Linked DNA regions of Mus musculus: all the other regions are linked to region 1. Evidence: chromatin contacts called from public ChIA-PET, HiChIP or PLAC-seq and promoter capture Hi-C data. All regions are on one chromosome and are shown on one strand. Each heading gives the region's core, a stretch centred on a gene start, on an enhancer-like site or on the middle of the called end of the contact. The rest is flanking DNA. Distances are from core to core; before and after follow the strand shown.

Evidence for each region. Promoter capture Hi-C pulls out the DNA fragments that hold promoters and counts their contacts. ChIA-PET counts read pairs in DNA pulled down with a chosen protein or histone mark. HiChIP or PLAC-seq counts read pairs in DNA pulled down with a chosen protein or histone mark.
Region 2: an RNA polymerase II ChIA-PET map of memory CD8 T cells shows a contact between it and region 1, with 23 read pairs. The contact joins the enhancer-like site here to the promoter of 4930413G21Rik in region 1. A contact is called at or near these places in 13 of 39 promoter capture datasets (the 3T3-L1 cell line, the C10 cell line, cranial neural crest and 7 more), 25 of 115 datasets of contacts at active chromatin or transcription factors (the 230-238 cell line, DN3 thymocytes, bone marrow-derived macrophages and 17 more) and 3 of 9 other capture datasets (adipose tissue, liver and pancreatic islet).
Region 3: a contact with region 1 is called in an RNA polymerase II ChIA-PET map of effector CD8 T cells, with 14 read pairs. The contact joins the enhancer-like site here to the promoter of 4930413G21Rik in region 1. A contact is called at or near these places in 10 of 115 datasets of contacts at active chromatin or transcription factors (the 230-238 cell line, acute myeloid leukemia, astrocytes and 7 more).
Region 4: a contact with region 1 is called in an H3K4me3 HiChIP or PLAC-seq map of the 230-238 cell line, with 9 times the contacts expected there. The contact joins the enhancer-like site here to the promoter of 4930413G21Rik in region 1. A contact is called at or near these places in 5 of 39 promoter capture datasets (the C10 cell line, embryonic stem cells, hippocampal neurons and 1 more), 1 of 484 Hi-C or Micro-C datasets (bone marrow-derived macrophages), 16 of 115 datasets of contacts at active chromatin or transcription factors (the 230-238 cell line, T-cell acute lymphoblastic leukemia, astrocytes and 10 more) and 2 of 9 other capture datasets (adipose tissue and liver).
Region 5: a promoter capture Hi-C map of pre-B cells shows a contact between it and region 1, with 5 times the contacts expected there. The contact joins the promoter of Dctn5 here to the promoter of 4930413G21Rik in region 1. A contact is called at or near these places in 13 of 39 promoter capture datasets (the 3T3-L1 cell line, the C10 cell line, the HPC-7 cell line and 9 more), 10 of 484 Hi-C or Micro-C datasets (B cells, CD4 T cells, CD8 T cells and 4 more), 23 of 115 datasets of contacts at active chromatin or transcription factors (the 230-238 cell line, effector CD8 T cells, embryonic forebrain and 14 more) and 4 of 9 other capture datasets (adipose tissue, embryonic stem cells, liver and 1 more).
Region 6: a contact with region 1 is called in an RNA polymerase II ChIA-PET map of memory CD8 T cells, with 5 read pairs. The contact joins the enhancer-like site here to the promoter of 4930413G21Rik in region 1. A contact is called at or near these places in 3 of 39 promoter capture datasets (the C10 cell line, hippocampal neurons and pre-B cells) and 8 of 115 datasets of contacts at active chromatin or transcription factors (the 230-238 cell line, astrocytes, bone marrow-derived macrophages and 5 more).

Annotation. Positions count from the first base shown.
Region 1 is chr7:122,968,962-122,972,811 of GRCm38.p6, forward strand. 4930413G21Rik (RIKEN cDNA 4930413G21 gene) reads right to left here and starts at 1,498. Exons shown (of 1, transcript NR_045614.1): 1 at 97-1,498. Rbbp6 (retinoblastoma binding protein 6, ubiquitin ligase) reads left to right here and starts at 1,603. Exons shown (of 18, transcript NM_011247.2): 1 at 1,603-2,166. The coding sequence starts at 2,001.
Region 2 is chr7:122,449,674-122,453,686 of GRCm38.p6, forward strand. The region is part of intron 3 of Prkcb (protein kinase C, beta); the gene reads left to right. Among named protein-coding and RNA genes, the nearest start is that of Gm51497, 160 kb to the left of the region's middle. Within about 2 kb of position 1,773, at least 4 of the 459 cell types and tissues checked have an H3K27ac peak or open chromatin away from gene starts, as enhancers often do. A contact at or near this core is called in memory CD8 T cells, where this site is marked.
Region 3 is chr7:122,412,210-122,416,241 of GRCm38.p6, forward strand. All of the region lies in intron 2 of Prkcb (protein kinase C, beta), which reads left to right. Among named protein-coding and RNA genes, the nearest start is that of Gm51497, 120 kb to the left of the region's middle. Within about 2 kb of position 2,147, at least 54 of the 459 cell types and tissues checked have an H3K27ac peak or open chromatin away from gene starts, as enhancers often do. A contact at or near this core is called in acute myeloid leukemia, bone marrow-derived macrophages, effector CD8 T cells and 1 more, where this site is marked.
Region 4 is chr7:122,249,428-122,253,536 of GRCm38.p6, forward strand. No RefSeq gene overlaps it. Among named protein-coding and RNA genes, the nearest start is that of Gm29903, 7.2 kb to the left of the region's middle. Within about 2 kb of position 2,439, at least 73 of the 459 cell types and tissues checked have an H3K27ac peak or open chromatin away from gene starts, as enhancers often do. A contact at or near this core is called in the 230-238 cell line, T-cell acute lymphoblastic leukemia, bone marrow-derived macrophages and 3 more, where this site is marked.
Region 5 is chr7:122,131,603-122,135,763 of GRCm38.p6, forward strand. It overlaps Dctn5 (dynactin 5), which reads left to right and starts at 1,439. Exons shown (of 6, transcript NM_021608.3): 1 at 1,439-1,579; 2 at 2,567-2,635; 3 at 3,450-3,568. The coding sequence starts at 1,532. It overlaps Palb2 (partner and localizer of BRCA2), which reads right to left and starts at 1,344. Exons shown (of 13, transcript NM_001081238.2): 1 at 1,118-1,344. The coding sequence starts at 1,165.
Region 6 is chr7:122,388,397-122,392,606 of GRCm38.p6, forward strand. All of the region lies in intron 2 of Prkcb (protein kinase C, beta), which reads left to right. Among named protein-coding and RNA genes, the nearest start is that of Gm51497, 94 kb to the left of the region's middle. Within about 2 kb of position 1,910, at least 109 of the 459 cell types and tissues checked have an H3K27ac peak or open chromatin away from gene starts, as enhancers often do. A contact at or near this core is called in the 230-238 cell line and memory CD8 T cells, where this site is marked.

The sequences.
Region 1 (3,850 bases), core at 248-2,747:
CTGCCACCTCTTGGATGTATGATTTTGTTCTCAGTTGCTGAACTTCCTTGAGCCTAGCCTGTAAAATTCAGAGGCTGGACATTGGACACTGTAAATGATAGTAATTGTACAGTTTTAATTTTTATTATTTATGAATTTATAAATGCAATATGTCCCGTATGCCACAAGAGAAAAAGAATGCCAACCCTCCTAAGGGACTTTGTAATTTAAAATGGAATGAGGACCCTGCAACCCAGCAAGCATTCCCTTCTTTGAAAACTCGAAAAATGCACGGCTGTTGGCTTTAGGTTTCTATCTTATAAATTGGAGATATTTTTTTGCTGTTGTTTATTTGACATTTATTAGGCCCCCTGTATTGAGGCACAGATATGCCAGGCATGGTCTTAAATATTGAAATATACTCATGGATTTAATTCTTTATTCTCTGACAGCGTCTTTGGGAGAACGGAGTTACTTCCGACCTAGGAGACTGGGCTCCAGAATTTGCAAACATCAGCGGTCAACGCGGTGCCTAGTACAAGGTAAGAGTCGGACACAGCTCTTAAGATGCTGCTGGTGGTGATGATGGTCCATTCTCACCAGCAGCTTTGGAAGAGCTCAGGGTATACAGTCTGTTAGGAGAGGAGTTGGTGAGCAGCCATCACAGTGATGAGACTCGTGCGTGGGTGGAATTCGCGGTTCACCCCCTCCGCACTTTGGGGCCTCCGCCGCTTAAGCGCCCCTTCCAGACCCGCCCGGTGGGACGGTCCGCCTCCCCCTCTCTGCGGACCCACGTAGTTTCTCCTGTTCTCCGCGTAGCCTCAGGTTCCACGCCGCAAGTCACAAAGCGCCGGGTCACGTGGGCGGGCCGGTGCGCTTTGTGACGCAGACGGCCCCGCCCCCGGCCCGCCTATCGGCGCACGCCCAAGCCCCGCCTCGCGTGCGCCGCCCGTGCAGTCCCTGCTTAAGAGACCCCGGAGTGGGGGCGCTCGCCCGAAGCCAGGCCGCGTCCGCCATAGTGCCTGGCGCGGAGGTGTCGTCGGCGCAGGGTGCGGGCCGGAGAGCGCCCGGGGTTGGGGGGGCAGAACAAAAAAAAAATAATAATAATAAAGAGGGAATCCAGCGACGCCCTCGCCGCCGCCCGACCGTTTCCGGGCTTCCCGACGCGGTCGTGGGCTCAGAGGCGACAGGAGCGGGAGCAGCGCGAGGAGCAGCAAGAGGAAGAGTCGGGCAGCCTCGGTGGTGTCCCCGGGGCCAACGAAGCCGCCTTCCGGGGCCCGGGGTGGTGAGGAAGGGCCTCGCGGCCTAGCTGGGCCCCGCACCGGCTTTGTGTCAGGCGGCGGCGGGGGGGAGGCGGAGCCGAACCGGGCGGCCGCTGGAAGGCCTCTCCTCCGCCGACCGCGCGATCTCGGCCTAGGCCGCGGGCCGCTCGTGGCCTCCGGGGAGCAGGCGCCAGGGTGTGTGTGCGGTGGGGGCCTGGGCCTGGGGACGCCGACGCCGGTCGTCCGGAAGCCGGGAGGAGGCGAGAGGCCGCTCGTGGACTCCGGGCCTAGGCCCTCTCCCCGCAACCTTCTCCCGGGGCCTGGGTCACCCCCATCCACGGAGAGAGACTAGCCGGGAGGTGCGGCCGCTATGGACCCCTGACCCCGCGGGGTCATTCGGACTCTAACGTGTGGACTGACCGCTACTGACTGCACCGCCTGCCCCCGTCTCCTGCCGGCCCTTAGCATGAGCGAGTGGGACCCAGCCGGGTGACATTGTGCCGGTTGGCGGATCCTCGATTGCCCCCTTTCCTGTCTTGCTCCTCCCTCATGAAGCGATTCTGAGTACGGGGGGTTCCGGATTATTGTTCTCACGGACCCCCGCTTGTGGTTGGGGGGGTATTTAATCTGAGGCCTTAGGGTCCTTCGTTGTCTTTTGAGTGTTTTGTGTGTGTACATATTTTGCTCTTAAGTTTATAAATATACATATATTGAGAGTGTCCACGTCTCCTCGCTGAACCTTAGGAATCTTTTGCCACAATGTCCTGTGTGCACTATAAATTTTCCTCTAAACTCAACTACGACACCGTCACTTTTGATGGGCTCCATATCTCCCTCTGCGATTTAAAGAAGCAGATTATGGGGAGAGAAAAGCTGAAAGCTGCCGATAGCGATCTGCAGATCACCAACGCACAGACGAAAGAAGGTAAGAGGCACACGGGCCGCAGATATTTATTGGGGGGAGGGGGGGGCGTCAAGGTTGGTATTTTAAGTTTCTTGTTTCAGGCTTGAACTCCATTCTTACCCGTTGTCATACACAGAGTTTCATTGATAGCCAAGGATTGCAGCACCCGACCTTGGAGTTTAACTGGCCTTCTGAATGCTGGGATCTGTCTTACCTAGCAGGCTGGTTTTCAAAATGGGGCCCCACCTCCTCCTTAATTAAAGTTTTTTAAACAGTGGGATTGGGTTGAAAAGAGAAAAGGGTTGCTACCTGAGTCTGTTGGGTGTTTGCCTTGTGGCCTTTCCCTAACTTGTTTTTCCATCAGGAGAGGAAAGCCTGTGTAAGGTTTCCTATTGGTTAAAGCAGCAGTAGATATAACTTGTTGGCTAATCTAGCAGCGTTTTGAAGCTGATAGCAATTGTCCACTGGCCTTTTATTTATTTATACGGGGTTGCTTGTAGAAAAGGTATTTTTGAGGATTTAGTTAGTGCTGGAATTGGTTTTGTATTTAAAAAAATGTTCTGAGGTGAACACTCTGAGGTGTAATTCCAGAATTAGTGATATTTACTCAAAAGTTATATTCTGTAGCCCAGACTGGCCTCCAACCCCAACAACCCCTTTTGAGCTTCCCAAGTGTGGGGAATGCAGGTGTTAGACCACACTTAACTGTTAAGCAGTTCAGAAAAGTTTCAAAGTGCAAGGCCCTGGGCTCTTCATCCGACACCACCAAAATATATGTGTGTGTGTTTTTCTAAAAAGAATGCTACCATGTGTGAATGTAAGTAAGCCACTGGTTATAAAATTTGAGCTCTTCATTTTAAAAGTAATTGGGTCTAGGTCCCATCTGTCTGTCTGTCTCTCTGATAGTTTCTCTGTGTAGTCCTGACTGCCCTGGAACTCGGATCCACCTGCTTCTGCCTCTCTAGTGCTGGGATTAAAGGTGTTGCGCCACCTTGAACTCGGATCTCTTGCCTCTGCCTTTGAGTGCTGAAATCAAAGGGGTGCACCACCACCCCTGAAAACATCATAGTACTGGGACTTGCTGCCTTTGAGTGCTGAAATCAAAGGGGTGCACCACCACCCCTGAAAACATCATAGTACTGGGACTTGAATGGTGGCAATGTCACAGTCTTCTCTGACTCTAAACTTGTTTTGCTTTCTTTTTCTCAGGGTAGTAATGCTCATGGGATGGGCTCTGTTAGACTTCTAACATTCATTGATAGTGTGAGAAGAGAGTTCTAAATGGAGTTGTTTTATTTATGTTATGGTCTTAATTTTTGGCCTTCTCTACTTAGATCAGGCTAGCCTCTGACTCAGATCAGCTTGCCTCTGACTCACAGATCAGCTTGCCTCTGCCTCCTGAGTGCTGGTATCAAAGACATGTTCCACCAAGCTAAATTTGATAAAAGGTGTGGGATAGGGTTTTTGGTGAGGTTTTGGGGTGTGGTCTCATCGCTATAGTCTGTAGTGTGGTAGGTCAACTAAATCTTGTCAGGTAGAAGACCAGTTTTTCATTTGTAGTACAGACATGCAAATTATAATACTAATATTGTCCGCCGGGCGGCGGTGGTGGTGGTGGTGGTGGTGGTGGTGGCGGCGGCAGCAGCAGCGCATGCCTTTAATCCCAGCACTTGGGAGGCAGAGGCAAGCGGATTTCTGAGTTGGA
Region 2 (4,013 bases), core at 523-3,022, 520 kb before region 1:
AGGTTGAGTTTGACTTCTAAGCTGTATGGCAGGTGTATTGGTCAGGGTTTTCTAAAGGAACAGGACTGATAGAATGAATACACATATGAATATGAGTATATGAGAATAAATTATATATGAATATAAATCTTATACATGAATATATGTGATTCATATGACATGCGTGATTTATACTCATGTCTATATGACGAGTTAGAGTAGCTAGCAGGCTGTGGGCCAGGTAGTCCAGCAATGGCTTTGGTACACTAGAAAGTAGTTACTCAGTCTATGGGGCTGATTGGCTTGGCAGTTCCAATTTGTCACCGAAGGCCTGGAGGATTCCCAGAGAACTGCTGGCCTCCGGTCTACATTGGAATCTCAAAGAAGTCGGTTCTAATATCCGTGAAGGAATGCCACAGCAGCAGGATAGATGAGATTGCCTGTGGGAGTGGGAGTGTCAAGCAGGCAAAAGGCAAAGTTTCCTCCTTACAGATCTTCTATCTGGGCTGCCACCAGAAGGTGTGCCCTGGTTGAGGGTGGCTCACTCTTTTTCAAAAAAAATTTGATTAAGAAAATCTCTCATAGGTGTGCCTAGCAGCTTGGAGTTTTGTTGATTTCAGGTGCAGCCAAGTTGACAACCAAGATGACCCATCACAGCAGGCCTGGCCCAACTTAGGAGTCTAGGCTGGGAAGGGAATGTAGGTGTGGTTTAAGATACTTAAATCAATATGTCTGTTTCACTGTCACTCATACCGAATACAGGGCAGCTTGAAGGAGGAAAGAAAGATATTTGGCTCACAGTTTCAGCGCATTCAGCCAGTGCTCTCTTTGCACTGGTCTAGGAATGTGTGGAAGATGAGAACTGTTCACTGCATGGTGGACAGGAAGCAGAGAGGATGTGTCAGGAAAGGACAGGGAAAGATGCATCTAAGAACACACCCTTAGGGATCTACTCTTCCAGCTAGTCCTCATCTCCTAAACTTTCTACCGCCAGCAGCTGGGATCATGCAGTCAGGACCCAGGCCTATGGGGGACATTTTGGACTCACACTGTAGCAGCAGGGCTGACACTGGACCTGGTTCCACCAGCACACCCATGCCTGTGGTAAAAATACTGGCATACTTTTAAACCAGTTGGTAAACAGCCATTGACCCTCTGAGGCACTGCCTCCTTCTCCCAGGTAGCCATACTTGCTTCTCCGTGGTCAAAAGCTTCAGAGTTTACGCCCAACCCCAGCGCCTGCTGATTGGCCCACTTAGTTCATTCTGATTGGTCAGTAGGAGGAGCCTGTGCCAAAACCCAATGTAGTTATCTTGACTCTCACTCCTGGTGACAGGGAAAATTCCTTCTTGGGCTGGCTGAAGCATGAATAGAAACTTTTAGGGGCCCCAAGAAGCAATGTAACATGCCTCTGAGGGACTGGAACCAAGATTGCCAACCCCAGGATCACGTGACCTCTGTTTCCCTCTCTCTCCTCCCCTCACTTTTGGAGACCACTTGAACCAGCTTAGAGCTACATATGTCCTGGCCTCTACCTGCTTCTAAGCTGGTCAGCAGACTTGAAACTTCAGCCGGCTTTTCTCACCAGCTGTGTCTCAGGGTGTAGACATCTCAAACTGAAAGAATGGCTGCTTATATTGGCTCATATTACAGTATTGAACTTGCTTAGGTCTGGACAGATGTCTTGGAAGGTTCTCCTTAATGATTAAATCAAGTACCCCAAGCCTGTGAGTGTAGTTTTGTGCCAAGCGGTGTCATGTGACAGGAAGGAAGGAGATAGAGCTGATCAGAAGATGTCACAGCTTGTCTGGACAATCTGGTGGTGGTGGTGGTGATGGGTGGGTGGGTGGGTGGGTGGAGCTGATCCTTCAAAGTGAATCCTGGTAGAAGTGAAGGCAAGAGATTGAGATCAGAGGTGTCCCCGAACCTTCAAAGAGACCATAAAGGGTCTGGTGTGATGGCAGATATCACCACTTGCTGACAAGTCTGGTAATTTGAATTCATCCCTGGAACCCACATGGTGGGTGGAGAAAACAATGCCCTCCCCAGAAAAGTTTTCCTCTGAGACACTCACACACACACACACACACACACACACACACACACAGACAAAATGATTCTTTAAAGCCATGGAGAGGGCTAGGGTAGCTCAATTGGAAGAATGTTTGCCTAACATGTGTGATGCTCTGGGCTCCATCTCCAGCATCACAGAAACCAGACATGTTAGGCCATGCCTGTGATCCCAGCCCTTGGAAGATGAAGACAGGAGGATCAGAAACCCGTTGATCATCCCTGGCTACGTAGTAAATGTGAGGCCAGCCTCAGCTCTATAAACCCTGTCTCAGAAAGAAAAGAAACCACGATGAAGTGAGCTACATTCTACCCATTGGCTCCTGTGCCCCGTCTGGCTGTAATTCATCAGGCACAAGGCTTTGCAGGTCATTTTCCTGAAGTAGCACATGCGTGGCTGCAGGGTATGGAGGTTGACAGTGATGACTGCAGCCTGGCCACTGCCATGGCAACCCATCCACCTCTTGCTATGTGCCAACCATTAGACACAACGCTTTGCTCGTGGAAGCCGGGACGTCCTGGGCAAACCACTTTATCAATTAGTCCCCCAGTCACTACGATGGGGGTAGCAAATGGCACACATCTCTAGTGACGAGGGTCAAGCAAATCAGCATGTGATAAGTCCCCGAGAGTCCTTGCTGGCACACGTCGTGCTCAATAAATGCTAACTCTCAAAGACTAAACATTTATTGAACACCTTGTACATGTCAAGTATAATACATGCCTTGGGGATACGGTTAGGGGTTGTGAGAAATCCCCCCCCCCCCCCGTGTTGCTTGCAGCTAAGCGTGGGTGAAATGCAATTTAAACACGCAATTACAATTCGGAGATTGAAATACTGTGTTGGAGAGATTTGGGAGGGCAGAGCAGATTTTTCCCCTCTCTCTCTGCAATTAGAATGTGGCTTTCGTGACAGTGGGTATTCTGTCCTTGTTTGATGCTGATTCCTAAATCCCTAGAGACAACCAGGCCCGTGGTAAAACTTGTCAGGTAGACGAATGAATGGATGAAAAGTGCTGTGTTAGCTTTATCTGAATGGTGAAGTGTTAAGGGATTGAACTTGGGGACTGAGGAGAGGAAGGAGAGCGGTGTGGTGTGGACCCCATCTTTGCAAGAGGCCACCTAGCTGACTTAGAAGGTACTAAGGGACTGGGGAGATCGCTTAGTCAGCAAAGTGCTTCCCGTTCATATGAGAGGACTTGAAACTGATTCCCAGCAAAAGCTGAGACCGGCAGTGTCTGCCTGTGATTTCCTAGCCGGGGAGGTGAGAGGGAGGAGATCCTTGGGCTTGTTGGTCAAATGAAGAAGCATCAGGCTCAGCGAGAAGCTGTTTAGTTTGCTTTTTATCAATGTAATAAAGACCATGACCAAAAGTAGCGTGAAGGGGAGGGTTTATTCCACATTGGAGGTTACAGTCGATCATCAAGGGAAGTCAGGGCAGGAACTCACTACAGGAACCTGGAGGCAGGAATGGAAACAGAGGCCATAGAGGAGTGCTGTGTACTGACTTGATCCACAGGGCTAGCTCAGCCTACTTTTTATATATCTCAGGACTACCTGCTTAGGGGTGGTACTTCCCACAGTAAGCTGGATCCTCTCCCATCAATCACAAATCAAGAAAACGCCCCACAAACCCACCTCCAGGCAGTCTGATGGAGCTGCTTTCCTCAATTGAGGTTCGCCTTTCTAGTTCTAGCTTGTGACACTGACAGAGAAACTAAACAGAACAGGTAGGCTGCCTCAGAGTATAATGTGGAGAAGGACTGGGGAAGATGTCTACTGTTGACCACTGGCCTAAACAAGCACACCCATACACACATGCACACCTATGCATGTGTACATGCATGTACACAGAGAGACACATACAGAGACATACATACACAGACAGACACACACACAAAGGCACACACAGAGACACAAACATACACAGTCAGACAGACAGACAGTCAGTCAGTCGGACAGAC
Region 3 (4,032 bases), core at 897-3,396, 560 kb before region 1:
GGGCACCTGTCAAACTGTGAGTCTCCTGACACTTTCTGTCACCCAAGCAGATTCCTGAGTCCAGTGGTCTTTGTCAAGGAATGCAACACACAGAAAAATCATGGAGAAGATGGGACATCGTATCCCAGCTTCCTTTGGTCCCCCATCATGGGCTGAAGCAAATGCTGATAGCAGCTGTCTCCTCAGTAGGAATGTTGATTTATGGGAGCACACAAATTACTGAGAAAACAGGGCCTTCTGCTGCTTGTCCTCCAGTCTCTTGCCTTTGGTTGATAGAGTCCTCTTTCTCTCCATCCTCCCCTCTCCCTCCTTTCCTCTACCTTTCCCCCTCCCTCACTCCTTTCCCCCACTCTGTGCACACACACACACACACACACACACACACACACACACACGCACGTGAGCATTTGATAATAAACATGACAGATATATAAGTTCTTCCTTAGCAGCTGAGCAACTTGACTAGCAAATACTCCTCTTAGTAGTTCCAGCAGAAGTGTCAGTGCTGATTCTCATCAGAAGGCTCGAGTGACTTGTCCATCCCTAAATCCACACGGTAGCCTAGGACCTACATTCAGTGTTTGAGCCAGAGGATGAGGGGAGCCTTTGATAACACACACAAATTATGGGTGTGTGGGGGGGGGTGATTCCTCAGAAAAGAGTGGGGGATAGATGCTGGTCAGGCAGAAGCAAGAGATGTCTGTCATACTTTGATTTGGCTTCTCGTGGTCTAAGGGCACTATGACGAATGAGCAAAGGCATGCTAGTGTTCCTTGTAGGCATTGGCATCTTCAAGGTGTGAACAACAAATAGAGGACATAGCCAAGAACAACCTCCACGTGTTACCCTGGTCCTCCTGGGTCTGACTCCTCCAGAGTTCTTAAAAGCAGAGGGAGGATGTGGGAGAAGTTTCTTTCCCTGTATTTATTTATTCTGGGGCCTTTACTGAGGCCCATTCCTTACCTCCTGTGGGCCAAGTCACTCTGTAAAGGAGCACTTTGCAATTGCTCTCAACTGGAGGGTGATTGCCCCTTCTTCTGTCTTCCCTCCTTAGGGCATGGTTCCGATAAGCAATTTTCTGTCTCTTCTTCCTTCCTTACCAAGGAAGGAATCCTTGACATTTTAGGAATGCCTTATGTGATTGGGTAGCCTACCCATATGATGGGGTAAGGTGCAGCTGTGGAAACAGAATGGGGCTGTTGTCTCCGTAGCGAAGAGGAACAGGCTCTTGGATGTGCTCACTTGGGAACAAGCAGGTGGTGGAGGCATGTGCTGAGGCGTGATGCTCAACTCTCCAAGTGCTTCCGAATTGCTTAGGGAGCTTTCTCAATGCACCAACGCCTGCCCTCACCTCTCACCAATTCCACTAAACCAGAATCTTAGGGACTGAACACTTTTATAAACAGCTCCCTGGAGGGGGGGGGGGTTAGAGTGTGAAGCCATGCTGAAAACCAGGCAATGATATCCTACAGGTAAAACATCAAGGATATAGATAAAAAAAAGAAAAAAGGAAATAGGAATGTTTCTTAGACAACACACAGATATCCTGGGAATAGCTGAGGATTGGTTTCAGGAATGCCCTTGGATTCCCCAAATATTCCAGTAGTTAAGATTCATTTGCAGATGGCTTAGTGTTGGCTTGAAATCGACCCTCACCCTCCTGAATTGTGTAGATATCTCAAGATTGCTTTTAACGCCCAGTGCAATGGAAATCCTATGCAGATAGTTTTTATGGTGCATCATTTAGGGAGTAACGTCAGGAGGCAAGTTTGTACAAGTTCAGGACAGATGCAGACTTTTCCTCCCAAATATTTTTGATAGTTGGCTGATGGAATCGTCAGATATAGAACCCTTGCATATGGAGGGTTGATTGTACACATATAGACCTACATATGGACTCCCATATGCAGAGGATGTTTTTGCAAGATCTAGGGTTTATCCAAGGATTGTATAAGGAGCTGCAAAGAAGAGTTTCTTCCGGAAATGACACAAAACAGTGGTTTTTGAATTGGCAGTGTTCAAGTTTTTAAGCCGCAAGCGGAGCGCACTCTTTTCAACAAAATACTCGCTGCATATGGAGAAGTTGCCAAACAGGGCTCTGAAAGACCTCTGAACTTCCGTGGCGTATAAGGTGAGGGCACTTCCTGCCCTTACAAACTCACACACAGCACCAAGCGCCCACAGCCTCAGCTGCAACCTCTTGACTCAGCTGTGATGCTGGGTTTCTGGGTGTGAAGGTAACCAAATGAGCCAACTTGTTGAATCATTCATCATCCATCCATCCATTCATTCATGCTTTTTTAAAATTAAGGATTGTACGATCCAATTACTCCTCGTCACAGCCACATGGCCTTCTTCCTGTCCCCTGCTTGGGCGCTGTTTGCTTCAGCAACATATTGCCTGAGGTGGAAATGCTTGAACTAGAATAAGCAGCAAAGGCAGAGTCTGTAAGCTGGTGGCATGCAAACACATTAATCCTAATGCATTTGCTTCCATGACGCTTAGCAAACGTCCTCTCTGGCATCCGCGTTCATGAACCCAGAGCCACCCTTGTGTGCAGCCAAGTGTCCTTTGGAAAGACCTGTATTCTTCAGTTCAGCCCAGTCTGGCTGAGTCCCAGGCTGACTTCACTTAGCCAGCAGGCCTGGCCTTTGCAAACATCTGAGCTTGCAACTCCTGCATCAAGGTAGTAAGATGAGCAAACCATCACCTGCCCCACCGGAATGTCGAGTGAATTGTTTTTAGATAATGTGCTGGTTCTATTCCAGTCTGGCCTATAGTCTGCTGCTTAAAGGGCAGGTTCCTCTGCCCACTTTTTCATCTGTGGACTGCGTGTGGTAGGCTGTTGGTGCAGATACGTTGATGGAACAAACATGCATAATAGAGGACCTATGCAATCTGTAATAACATGTGTCTGTCACTGGCCTGACAGGAAGGGAAGGCAGCAGGGCAAGAGGAGAAAAGAGCTAAGCTGCACAGTAATTACACTACGGATGGGAGCCCAGCTTAAGACGTGTACTTTATCCCCTAGGCTGTTTCTATCCACGGAGACGTATACAGTAACAACTACACCTTACATCTATATTAGCCCAATACAAGAACTCCTAGCCACAAGAGTTGTTAAGCACTAGAAATGTAGTTAGCAAGAATGATGAACAGATTTTAAGTTTTATTTAACTGTCTTAGATTTTTATAGTCCCCTGCCCCGCCCCGCCCCACCCCACCCCTTTGGAGTTAGCTGCCACCATGGTGGATGACATAACTTTAGACCACAGGCAGCGAGTGGATGGTCAGAGCAGGAAAGTGATACCATGGCTGGGTCACCCAGAGAGTGAGTTTTCTACAAGTGTGTAGGCTGCGAGGAGTGGGAGGAAGTGTGTGGGAGTGCAATCGACAACACTTGACCTTTATTAGGAAGTGACTGTGTCCATACACTGAGTCAGGATGAACTCAGCGAATCCTCATCACAGCTCTGTTATAAAAGGTAGACTTATCACCCGAAGTTTACACGCCAGATTGTTGGTACAGAGCAACCGTAATAAGCATCTGCAAGGTCACAGAGCTGATAAGTCATGGTACCTGGTCCAGACCATTTGGCTACAGAGCTTGTGTTCTGAACACGCCCACCTCCACCCCACCCCACCCCCAATTCTGGAAGAAAGTAAATGAATCTCTCTTAAGAGAATATTTTATTCTGTCCCCTGCTGCTTCACATTCACACATGACATCTCATTTAGATTTCTTGACAATTATGTGGCATCGCAGTCCTATCTCTTCTACGGTTATGGAAACTTTGGCTCACAGAGATGAGATATCAAGACAGGCTGATGAGGCTCTGGGGAGCCCAGCCGAGGCTTTATTACCGAGCCGCCCTCTCTGAGTTACTGAGGGCAGCTAAGGGGGAGCCAGGGGGGAACGCGCAGGAGGAGCTGCTGCAAAGGATGTTGTGCAGGAAGAATCAGTGGGCTTCAGCAAGTGACTGAATGGCGGGGGTGAGTGGAGCGGGGAAGGAGCTCTCCTGGAACAGAGCGA
Region 4 (4,109 bases), core at 1,189-3,688, 720 kb before region 1:
CTCCTCCTCATTTTTCATACTGTGTCATTTCTTCAGGGCAATACCTCTGCATTTGTGTTGCAGGACACATGGAGTGACACCAGGGTGAATCTTGGATGCTTCCGTCCTGGGGTTTATCTTCTGTGTTTACGGGCCTTCTGACAACATACTGGTGGGCACCATCTTCTTCAGACATCGAAAGACTTTCAGATTCTGCTAGCTCTTCTCAGCACCAATTGCCAAGGCACAATACTATCTGTCAGTCCAGGAATAGCCACCCCCACCGCTTTTTATAGAATAACCAAGCTGAGAACACTCAGATTGGCACCCACAATGCATCCTCAGACAGACTCTCTCTCCAGCATTCCTCGGGCTAGAACAAGAACGTCCCTGACTCAGCAGCAGGCGCCCTTTGCCGTCAAGCACCTTGCTCGATGGGAAAACCTTGTGTATAGTTCCTACCACTGATCTGGACCACATGACCATTCTATCTTCACCCAGAGCTTCAGCGGCTATTTCTGTGGCCAGGGCTTCTCACAGAAAGCGCACAGCTTACACTCATTGTCCACTTTAAAGAGTTTCTGAAGTAGGTGGCAAGGAAAGAGATATTCAGCTTCATTTTGACACTGCCGACCTCCTAGTGAAAGAGACTGTCATTTCATCATAACAAGCACTGATTGTGTCTGGTTTGTTTGTATCAACTTGATTGACACACTTGGGACACAAGGAACACCCTATCTAAGTTGTTTATTCAGATCTTTGAGGATGACATGAGCAAGCGGTTTGTATTTCTGCTTTTAATCCATGTCTTTCAAGCATGTCACATGACAGTATTAATGAATGAGAGTGTGATTTAATGTCTTCTAAGCAAATCTATTAGTAAATCATTTATTAAATCAAACCTGTAGCTTTGAGTTTCTTCTACATTAATTGAAGAGTGGTAGATAGTATTGCCTTGCAGTCAGGCTACCTTTGGATCAGCCAATGAGAAGAGAGATGGAAGAATATCTAGAAAAAGAAGTTACTTTAGTTTTGAAAATCAAATTATTGTGGTTTCAGGACTTGTCGCTTTAATCCAAATGGAGGAGCTTTACAAAAATGATGTGGTTATGGTTAATAAGGTGTTTTATTAGCTGCTGGCAAACACCTATACCCAAGCTACGCAACTTAGCTTAATGGAGGAAATGTTTATTTTGGCTTATGATTTTAGAATTTCAGTCCATTGTAATAGGAAGGCATGGTTGCCATGGGAGCATAAAGAGGAAGCAGTTCATATTCCTGAGGACCAGGAAGCGGAGAGAGTGGTGAACCCAGGGTCTAGACTCTAACTTTCATGGGCTAGGCTCTAGTGGCTTAGCTCTTCCAGCTAGGCCACATCTCCTGAAGATTCCATAATCTCACAAAGCAGAGCCACTATGTGGGGACCAGATGTTCAAATCAGGAACCAGTGGTGCACAGTCTAATTCACAGTTACCGGTATCAACCAAGTATGATACGTTTCATCTTAGTGCACGTTGGCTTTCTAATCCCAGCCTTTAAATGACGTCTAATGAGCAGGTGGATCCTTATCCAATAATAGGGTATTGTACTGCTTAGAAAACAGGAATTGGAGACAAAGAGACAGGCACAGAGGGATGAAGAGATGCAGAGAGAAGGCAGATCCTGTGAAGGCAGAGGACTGGAGCAATACATTCACGACCAAGAGAAGGTTGCTTAGATGTCTTGAGGCTACAGAGAGGGAAGGAAGGGCTCCTCTATGGGCATTGGAAGGAATATGGCCCAGTGAGTGCTTCAGACAGTTTCCTTCCAGAACTGAAAGATTATATACTTTGGTGGGTTTTAAATTTTTATTTATTTTAAATTACGTGTGTGGGCGTGTAGATGCTCTCAGAGGCTAGAGGTGCCAACTACCCTGGAGCTAGAGTCAGGTGGTTGTGAGCCACCTGTCACGGATGAGTTTAGGTTCTCCGGAAGAGCAATACATGCTCTTAACCACAAAGCCAACCCTACAACCCCTGCCTTTGTTTTTAAAGCGATTCTATCTGTGGCCCTTAAAGCAGCCCTCGGAAGTCTGCGCGTGTGCTAGAGCGTCAAGGACAGGTAGCAGGCCTGGAACTTGGCCTGAGGTAGGTGAGCTATTAAGGCAAAGCCCGCAACAAAATAGCTAGAAACAATCTAACAAGGCAAGCAAGGGCTGCCTCAGAAGAGGCCTGAAGTCGTTTTCTCCTTGTAGTTTCGGGTGGCTTCCACCAGGGGGCAGAGCGGGACTTCTGTGCACAAAATAGGAAAAGAATCTCAAGACAAACTGTCGGCAGGTTAATTCCCCAAGCTAAAACCACCCTTCAAATACCACTCCATCCCCACCCCACCTTATACTACCTCCAATACTCTCAAACACCACTACCACCTGAAACCATCCCCCAAACATCTCCACCTCCACTCCACCTTCATAGCATCCCACTCACACCCGGCAAACGTCACCGCCACCACCTCTCCTCCCGCTAGGGGGAGAAGAGAGGCAAGAGACTTCCCGATTGCTTAAGGAAAAGAGAACTAGGCCCTCAGAGCTAAGGCAGTCTGATCTCCAGTTCCCCGCACTCTGTCGTGGATAATATCGGAGACAGGCCACCTGCCTTTCCTTCAATCAGACCTTGAATCCATTCTCAAGTATTCTGATGGAGAACAATTAACGTTTGCATCATAGGAGTACAGAGATGACTGCCCAGAAACCCATGTTTTCCTGCAACTGCTTCAACAGCAGACAGGCTAGTGCCCCACCCCCTTGACCATAGTGGACCTCAGGGTTTTGACAGGAGGGGCCGGAAACATAGACTGGAAGGAGCATGTGAGCCCCTTCAACTGCTGCCTTTGTGCAGATTCACAGTCGTTCAGTCCCTTTGGATTTTTTACTGTACCCTAGAACCCACACCATAGTCATTCTTCTAACACCTGCTCTTTAGGCTAGTTAGAGTAAGTTTTTATGATTTGCAAAAACCACAGAATTTAAAAAAACCCAGAACTAGTATGAATTATGATGTCTGTGGATAGAGATCTACTAAATGCATTACTTCAAGTCATATAGGCAAATTTCAAAAAAGGAAAAATAACAAAGTGTGTGGGCATGGTGGTGCACACCTGTCATCCTGGCATTCGGGCAGCTGAGGTAGGGAAATCGGGAGCTTAAGTCCAGCCTGGGCTATGCAGAAAGACTCTGTCTTAAAAATAAAGCAAAACATAAAAGTCAAACAAACAAACCCAAAGCACACAACCGCCACCCCCCTCCCACCACCACTGGGACTATTAGAAGTCAGAAAAAGGCTAACTGTGTGCAGATTCTCAGCAAACATTTCCTGGCTGGCTACCATCATTAGTAATAATACCCAGTAAAATTGATGTAGGGATAAGGGAGAGGTCGGTAGTGAGGCCTCTGCCTCTCTACATGGCAATGGAGACAAAGTGCTTTCAAATGGCTAAGGGCAGGCAGTGAGGTGCAGTCCTACTGTGTGGAGTTACACTCTGACGGCCAGTTAAAGCCAAGAATGTTTTCTTCAGAGCGTCAGGGTGCTCACTTCAGAGACCTGTTTGCAAAGGTCCAGGCAGCACAGCAAGTGGGCCTGAAGTTCAGATGGGCCAGTTGCTGGGCAGGATGCGCACCTGACTAGTGGGAGGTGCTGTTTTCTGATGTACAAGTAGTTGCTCACAGCCTACCTGAGCATCCGCTGTCCGTCTGGTAGGAGAAAATAGTTCCTCATTATGGTTTTAATTTACATTGCCTTAATTGTGTGTGGGATGGAGCTTTCTCTTGTGTCTATAAGCTGTATTTCCTTTCCTGAGAGTCGCCTTCCCAGTATCCTTTGCATCACAGCTCCTTAAACTGCCCATCATGTGGGGGGCCTCCAGGATAATTTGGCAACAGTGAATGGTTTTTGAATGTGCATTGACCAAAAGGCAGTCCAAAGTTATACACGTAAGGAATGGATGTGCCTCTGGCAGCACCATCTTGAGACTTTGAGACTTTGCTGCAGCCTTGAGTCTGAGCACACCCCACACCACTTTGCACTGCCTGTGTCCTCAGGCCACCCAGAGCCAGTGAATGAGAAGGGTGCAATTGACTATCTGCAGAAATTTTT
Region 5 (4,161 bases), core at 189-2,688, 840 kb before region 1:
TGTGGGACTCCAGCACTTCTGTGCTAAAGTCACTTTAGTCCCCATCCATTCTCAGACACATAATAATAAAAATGGCAGATACTTTCATAATGTGCTTCAGTTAGTCCTAGGGAATTTTGTGACTTTAATGTCCAATGACTCAATTAGCACTCACAATAACCCTAACAAATAGATTCTATTATATAATCATCCTCCTTTGAGATATGCAAACTGAACAGAGAATAAGCAGTTCCTCCAGGATGCTGCCATTTATAACTGCTCCATTTAACACCCCCCCCACACACACAGAGGTTTCATATCATATATATTTTGATTCATAATAGCAGCAAACTGCAGTTATTAAGTAGCAACCAAATTATGGTCATGGGCCACCACAACATGAGTAATTCTGATCTTAACCTGTTATCTTGTCCTCAATCTTATCAGTAAGTAGGAGTTATCTTGTTTATTTGTAAATGATCTTTACCACCCTTAGAAGGTAAGACAGGATAGGAAGACAAATTAATGTGAATTCTAATTTTGCACAGAAAGCACAAGAACATGGAAGTAATATTTAAGTCTTGCAGGAGAATAATATTCTGAGCCTGAAAGAAATGAGAGCTCCTTCTAACTACTACACTAAATTTGTATGCACACACACAACACCTGTTCATTATATGTAATATTTATATTATTTTCTTCCCCTCATCTTGTTCCAACGTGGGTCTTAAACATGGAGAACACCAGCTGCAGAACCAACCAGAGTACACGTTATAACCATCCCCTTCTCCAATGTAAACCTATTTTGGAGGTCAAGCCCTAACAGACAAACACGAAAATGTATATATATAAGGCTGTTGACGTGACGTGAAAGATTTATGTGACGGGGCCGGAGTGGAGTGGGAGAGAAGAGGGCCTCTAGGTTTACCTATATGTAGTTTTACACCTAATATTTATGCAGTGCCACTAGAAGATGGGTTTGGCTCGTCTGCATTTTAAGCTTCGCCACCCGAGCAGCGCGCTCGTCTCAGTGACTTCTCGTGGAGGCTGTAGGTAGGAGGACACTGCCTCGGATACAGGAACTAGGTTTGAAAACCCAGCCTAAAGCCCTGGGTCACCCTTCCCGCAACCCGGGCACCTTTTCCTTCTCCGCATAGCTGAGGGGCTTCCCGGAAAGCTCTTCCATCGGGTTGGAAGCCGAACGCAAGGAGCAGCCGTCTCCAGCCTCGGGCCTGTGGTCACGGGGACCCAGCCAGGGCTTCCTAGGGCCAAGAGGAACCCCTGGGAAGAACGGGGACCTAGTTCACCCCCACTATGTTCCTGCCGAGCCACACAGGTTCCGCGCGCTAGCCGCTCTGGCCAATTAAAACCTCTGTTCGCTCTGCGCACGCGCAGCTGGAGACTGCCGAGCGATCGAGCAGGCTTGACTAGAGGAGAGTCGAATGAGAGTCCAGGGCGGGGATAGCGGAAGTGGCCGATCAACCGGAAGTAGCTGGAATCACCGTCTGCCTGAGCTACTGACAGGATCCTGAGGTTCAGAGAGGGGGAAGCCATGGAGTTGGGCGAACTGCTGTACAACAAGTCGGAGTACATCGAGACGGTGCGCGTGTGGCGACCCTGCCGCCGCTGGCAGTCACGGGACCCTCGAGGACTGGACGGTCGCCCCTCCCGTCCCGGCTGCACTGGTTCCCGTTCCCTCAGTCCCTTCCTTGGATGACTTAGAGATGCTTCGTGTTTCATCTGATTGTTATTTAGTCGGTGCATGCATGCATTAGGCTCTCTTCTCCTTCATCTCGTGTGTGTGGGTGTGCTGTGTAGCGGGGGAGGAAAGTGTGGATGTGGGAGAGTTTCTATGCATATATATCTATGTGTGTGCATATACACACGCCTGAGTTTCCTGTTAAATAATGTCTTCCAGAGGAATACACAGTACAGCCTATTCATTCTGTATATAAATTACATTTTCAGACTCCGGGCCCTTTTTAAAAATAATATTTCACAGTCTGCTTACGTGCTAAGACGTTATTGTTTCTATTCGTCAACTCATAATACAACATATGTAAACTGCCCCCGTTAGGGTTACTATCATTATTTTTTCTGTGTGTCTGTGATCATGGAAAAGTAATTTTCCTCACTGAAGGCTATGAAACCGTAATATGGAAGTGGGGTCTGAATGCACATCAGTCATTAGACCGCTCATTAGATACCGATCCTGAATTCATTTCTTGAGCTCTCAGTTCCTGATCTACCCTTGCTCTTTTGATAGATTGGATTCAGTTCCTGAGTGCTCTTATCACGGAGCCGTGCCCACAGCCTTCCCCCCCCCCCCCCAGTGCATTCCTTCTCCAGTTTGTTTTTGTTTGTTTGTTTGGTGATGGAGTCTCACTTCATAGTTTAGTCTAACCCCAAATTCACAGTCACCCCACCCAGAGCTGGGACAGTAGGGGTGCAGTATACATTCAGGCCTCATTCATTTTTAGACTGCCCTTCATTTGAAGTAATTTTCTCCTCAATGTGAGCTTTCATGATGGAAACTGTAGTCCAGAAATCCTCTGTTTTTTCACTCCAGATTTCTGTTTGCTTTTAGGCATCTGGGAACAAAGTTAGTCGCCAGTCTGTTTTGTGTGGAAGCCAGAACATCGTCCTCAATGGCAAGGTAAAGGGCACAGGCAGCTTCAGGAGGTTACCCTTATGCCTTCAGCTAGTCACTGTATCAGCAGGGTATATGGGATAGTGCTGTCTCCAATTTGTCATTTCCAGTTCTCTCTCTTTGTTTTTGTTTTTTTAAACATTTATTTATTTTATGTATATATGAACACATTGTCACTGTCTTCAGACACACCAGAAGAGGGCATTAGATCCCATTACAGATGGTTTTGAGCCACCATGTGGTTGCTGGGAATTGAACTCAGACCTCTGAAAGAGCAGCCAGTGCTCTTAACCGCTGAGCCATCTCTCTAACCCCTCTTTCTTTGTTTTCATTTTTTTCTCCAAATTAGATTTATTGAATGCACAAAGACGATCAGGGAGGAGAAGCCAAAAAAATTAGAGAGCGGCCCATTAGATGGGGAATAAAGAAGCTTTAAGGAAGAGGGTGGGGAGGGCAGTAACACGTGAAATATAACAGGAGAGAGCACAGGAGACACAGGGCAGCTAGACAGAGGGAGAAGAGAGGGGAGGAATTTCTTCTAAACAGAACGTGAACACTTCTGTCATTTTCTTCAGTATTTTATTTAAATAGGATTTACATTGCATTAAATATTATGAGTAAGAACATGGTGGTGGTGGAGGGAAGGGCCAGAAATCTTTTATGTCTGAACAGAATGCAGTGGCAGATTGTTCTCTGTGCTGTATTGTGCCTAGGACTACTAGACACAAAACTCATGAAGAGGCAGTATCTTAAGTACTTTAAAACAGAATTCAGGGACATGGACTTAACTGGTATTTTTTACACGTGTTTTGCTTTATAGACCATTATAATGAATGACTGTATCATCCGAGGAGACCTGGCAAATGTAAGAGTTGGACGTCACTGTGTCGTGAAAAGCCGTAGTGTCATAAGGCCACCGTTCAAAAAATTCAGCAAAGGGTATGTGACTTAATTACCTGTTTGCAATCCTAGGCTCCATCCTGTTCTGGTGATGTTGCCCATGACCATGTGTTTAGATGTGTAATGAGAAGATCTGGCCATTTGGGGGCGCTGCATAAGCGCTCACAGTAATGAACCTCTCTCTGGGTGTTCATTGTTGGCTGTCAGGAAGAAAAGTCCCTACAAGAAACAGACAACCGAACACAGATAGTAAAGCCTGAGTAAACGGTAAAGCTGGAGTTTCCTCTCGAATGTATTCCAGAATCAGATAGTGCTGAGAAATTTGGATTTTTAATTTAAAATTAAAGAACTCTCAGGACTAGTGTAGCCAATAGTTTCTTAAACTGCAAGTCCCTGTATAATCATTGCATAACTGAATGTGGAGGGCTCTGACAACAAATGAAAGGTTTCTGAGTTTGTAAAACCAAAAATTAACTCAAAAGGAAATACAGAGTGAATCCAAAGTTTCTGGCAATATCTGCTCATGATACATCATCTGACGCTGCTGCAGCCTCAGCTCTGTGCACACACGCACACTGCACTGTGCACGACACCATACACGCCGTCCCAGTGAGTGCTTCCTCAAGCATTCC
Region 6 (4,210 bases), core at 660-3,159, 580 kb before region 1:
AGGAGGAAGGATTGAACTCAGGATTGACCTCAAGCACTGAGGTCAAATCTCAGCACTGCTGCTGACCAGCTCACAAGTACTTTGACCTCTGAGCTCCTCTGTTAACAGAGGCTGAGGCCTGTGGAGAGAGACATTAGCAGGTAGCAGGTCTTGGTTCAGTGTCAGGCTTTTACCTAAATACATGTTGCTGTCCTCCCCTGCCACCGTTGGACAGAATAGAAGGGGCCTCTTGTGTCTGTGAACACTTGGGGGTGGGGCTGCTTCTTTCCAGGTTCATCTTAGCACAACCACCTCTTTGCTCTGCACCTTGTGTCTCCTCTCTCCATCTGCTTCTGCTGTCCTCTCCGTGACTGATGATCACACATGGCCCTGCCCTTTATGTGAGGGGCAGGAGTGTTCCGGCATCCCTTGCTTGCCTCTGGGAAGAGAAAGAAGGGAGAACCAGAATCAGGGGTGCACTCTGGTTTCCCTCTCTTGCCTTGCCGCTGGCTCCCACAACTATTAACCTACTTCAGTCATCCCCAGGACCCCTGAAGAGTCATAGGGAAAGGTGTTGGAGCAATAAAACTTCTTGGGGAGGTCAGACATGCAGATGAGTTCTTCCCCATGTGACTCAGTTCTAGAGATACTTGCTGTGTGACTATGAGGCACTGGGTACACAGAAGACAGGTGAGCAAGAGTAACAGAGTGTCCATTCCCTCACATCCACCGTGCTGCTGGGACCGTGCTGCCCCAGCCTTCATGCACTCATCGCACCCACAGCTGCCAATGCTGGGCGTGCTCTTTCCCATCTGTATCAATCTGATAGGGGAACTGTAGCTTCATTTGCATTTCTGGGATATTCATGAGGTTGGACTGATCTCCATGGCCCTTGGCTATTTATATTTCTTTCCCTATGCATTTTTTTTAAACAGTGCTCTGTCATTTCTCTGTGGTCTGTCTTGTTCTTATTGATTGGTCACTATGTAGATTCTAGATACAACTCTGCCACTGTCCTGGTACTGATTTCCTTAGCCTGGCTTCTGCCTTTCCCTTCTGCTATTGAATTATTTTATCTTACAGAAATTTCACATTTAAAAAACATTTGGATGCTGCCGTCTCTAGATAGCTTCTGGATTCTTTCCTGGTCCTCCCTCCATCTCCTCTATCACACTATCACACCGATTGGTGGTGGTCTGTTCTCATTCCTCCTCTGTTGAAGTGGGAGAAACTTTAATGCAGGGTCTGTATTTTGTTCTTCTCTCTCTTCAGGGACGAATACAAGGTTACACAGAGAGTTTCTGCTTGAATGAGCTTTAAAAAAATTTTTTTTTCTTCCTGGTAAACACAGGCTTTGTGCCTGAATGAGGGAGTGAATGAAAAAGCCAAGTCCTGCCTTCCCTGCAGAGATGGGGTCTGCCGTGGAGATGTGAGTTAGGCGATGAATCAGAGTTCTCTCCGTGACATTTCCAAAGCCCTGGGCAGAGAAGCCTCCCTCACCCCATTGGGGCCTCCTCCTCTCCAGGCAGGCTCTGTGGGTCTCACTCGGCTCTGCTGCTGATCCAACTCGTGTGTGTGCCTCTGTGTGTGTGTATGTGTGGTGTGTGGTATGTGTGTGTGTATGGTGTGTGTGTGGTGTGTGTCTGTGTGTATGGTGTGTGTGTGTGCCTGTGTGTGTGTGTGGTGTGTGTGTGTATGGTGTGAGTGTGTGTGGTGTGTGTCTGTGTGTATGGTGTGTGTGTGTGCCTGTGTGTGTGTGTGGTGTGTGTCTGTGTGTATGGTGTGTGTGTGTGTGTGTGTCTGTGTGTGTGATGGGTGCTGAATAGAGAGGGAAGGAAGACAGATCTTCTAAATGTATCACACTTGCTGCTGAGAGCGTGGAGTGACTGGAAAGGGGGGTTCAGTAGCACTGGGGCACCCTTGTGAGCTGGGCTTCCTGAGAGCCCTTTATCTGTGGTCACATGATGCTCTTGCCTGCCCACAAGCTTGCTGGTGTCCCTGCTGCTGAAGGCACATCTGTTCTGTTCCCAGGGGCTTGGCTTCACCATTGCCGTTGTTTCCAAAGCGGTGGAGTGTGCCAGTTAGATTGTTAGACCCAAATAATCTGCAATGTGTGAAGAAATAGTAAATATTTACTGTACCTTTTGTAGAACAGGTTATTGCCATGGAAATGCTCTGTACACGGTTCTGGATGCTGCGGGGAACTGGCTGGGGAGCCAGGGGGAGTGTTTGGATCTGATGCTGTCTGCATTGGCAGGTTGAGGAGTGATTAGTGAAACTGGGTGGGCTTGGAACCCTTGCTGTCTAGTCCACCTCGGCTGGGAGTCCTCTTATGCATTGTCTTCCATGTGCAGACCCCAGAGTTGAGCCATCCTGCAGACTTTATTGCATCTAATTGTCTGTCACACCAGGCCTACAAGGTACTGTTATCCTCTATTTTACTGAAGCAAAGAGAGACCGAGCAACCTGTGGGAGGATACACAGCACCAGCTGGCAGAACCCTGTGGCTGGGACTCTCCTGAGGTTGAGCTGTTTCACCCACCATGATTTTACTCAAGAGAAAACCAACCAGCTGCCTGCTGGGGTTTTCTTTATTCTTCAGATTGATTTTAATACTGGCCAACGTTTAGAAACCATAGACAACGTCCAGCCTCCTCTGAATATGCACATGGTCTGGCTCCCTTGAGGGAGGGGTGCCCTTTCCTAGTGGCTGCCCTCATCAGCTGCCTACTTGGCATGGGGATACCACCGTGTATCCCCATGTTTCAGTGAGGAAAAGCACCAGACATCATCTCCAGGGGCTCACTGAATAAACTGATAATTATCTGTTGAGTGTTCCTCATTTGGTTGGAATCACATTTAATTTAGCTATTGTTTTCGTGTGTCCCTTAGAGCTTTTGAAATTCTTTACAATCTTCTGTGGTGTTGGGGAACTTTTAGGTGGGTGAGGGAAGATGATCATGAGAAGGCAGTTACAGCAAGGGGTGTAATATATCACTACTGCATTCATTCATTCACTCAGTCACTCACTCATTCATTCAACACACTCATTGCACATTGGGTGCTAGAGATGCAATACTGTATAGTAAGACAGTCTGTGCTGCAGGGTGTATGGGTGGCGGGAAGTAAAGCAGTAATGGATAAATGCTACAAATTGACTAAGAGAATGTGTCTAAGTCTTGCACATAAGGAATGAATGCAATGCCTGGGAAGACCACTGGGGGCGAGTTTTATGCCGATGGTCTCTGTGCTAGTTGTATATAAAAGGAAACTTGGTTAATCTTACAGAAAGGTCCCCTTTTCAGAAAGGGCAGTTGGTTTCCAGGCTCTATGTACTTCCTGGTCTATTCAATACCCCAGGAGGCATAGTATATCAAAGCCAATGGCTAGTCTTTTATTCTAGGGAATAAGCTTGCTAGCTCCATTGAGAGTTGGGTCCATCTGGGAGGTGACTGGAGGAGTGAAGGAGCTTGGGATCTGGGGATTTTGAGCACCACTGTGGCAGGGGTGCCAAAGCCAGAACACCCCAGCCTAACCCAGCTGCCCTTCTTACTCTGTGGCATTTGAATTGTTTCTTAATTGCTCCATACCTTCGTTTTCTCATCTGTAAGTTGGAAATAAAACACCTCTACCACATAATTATTGTAAATGAGTTGGTACCAGGCATTTAGGAAAGTGCCAGGCACTGGAGGAAGGTAAGCAGGTAGAGACTGTCGGCTACTACATGAGAGTGACGGTTGTTGTATGGTATCTGCCAGCCTTGCTTGGGAATGGATGCTCTCATCAAGTCCAACAGTACCTCCCCTGGGCCATATTTGTGACTTCTAGTCTTTTCTGTCTAGTTATGTCTATCCATTACTCTTGCCAAGGTATTCAATTCATTATTCAATGCCTGTGGGCCTCACTCTGACCCTGTCTCCGACAGGGCTTTCTGGGTTTGGGCATTCAGATTCAAGGGATACAGGTTGTGAGATGCGTTCTCTGGAGAGCTTTACCTCTGATCATGGACTTGATCCTGACACTTAATGGAAGACATGGTGCAGGTTCCCAGTGCTCCACTGTTGGGTAAGACAAATAAGATACAGACTCTGGTAGGTCTGCCTTGGTGCCTGCCTCTGGCTCAGCAGGGCTGGTAAAGGCAAGACCTTGGCAGTATCACCTGATACCTACTCCCCTTGTCACCTCTGCCCTGAATGCCTATGAGTAGGTAGGATCTTCTGGTGGAGAGGGC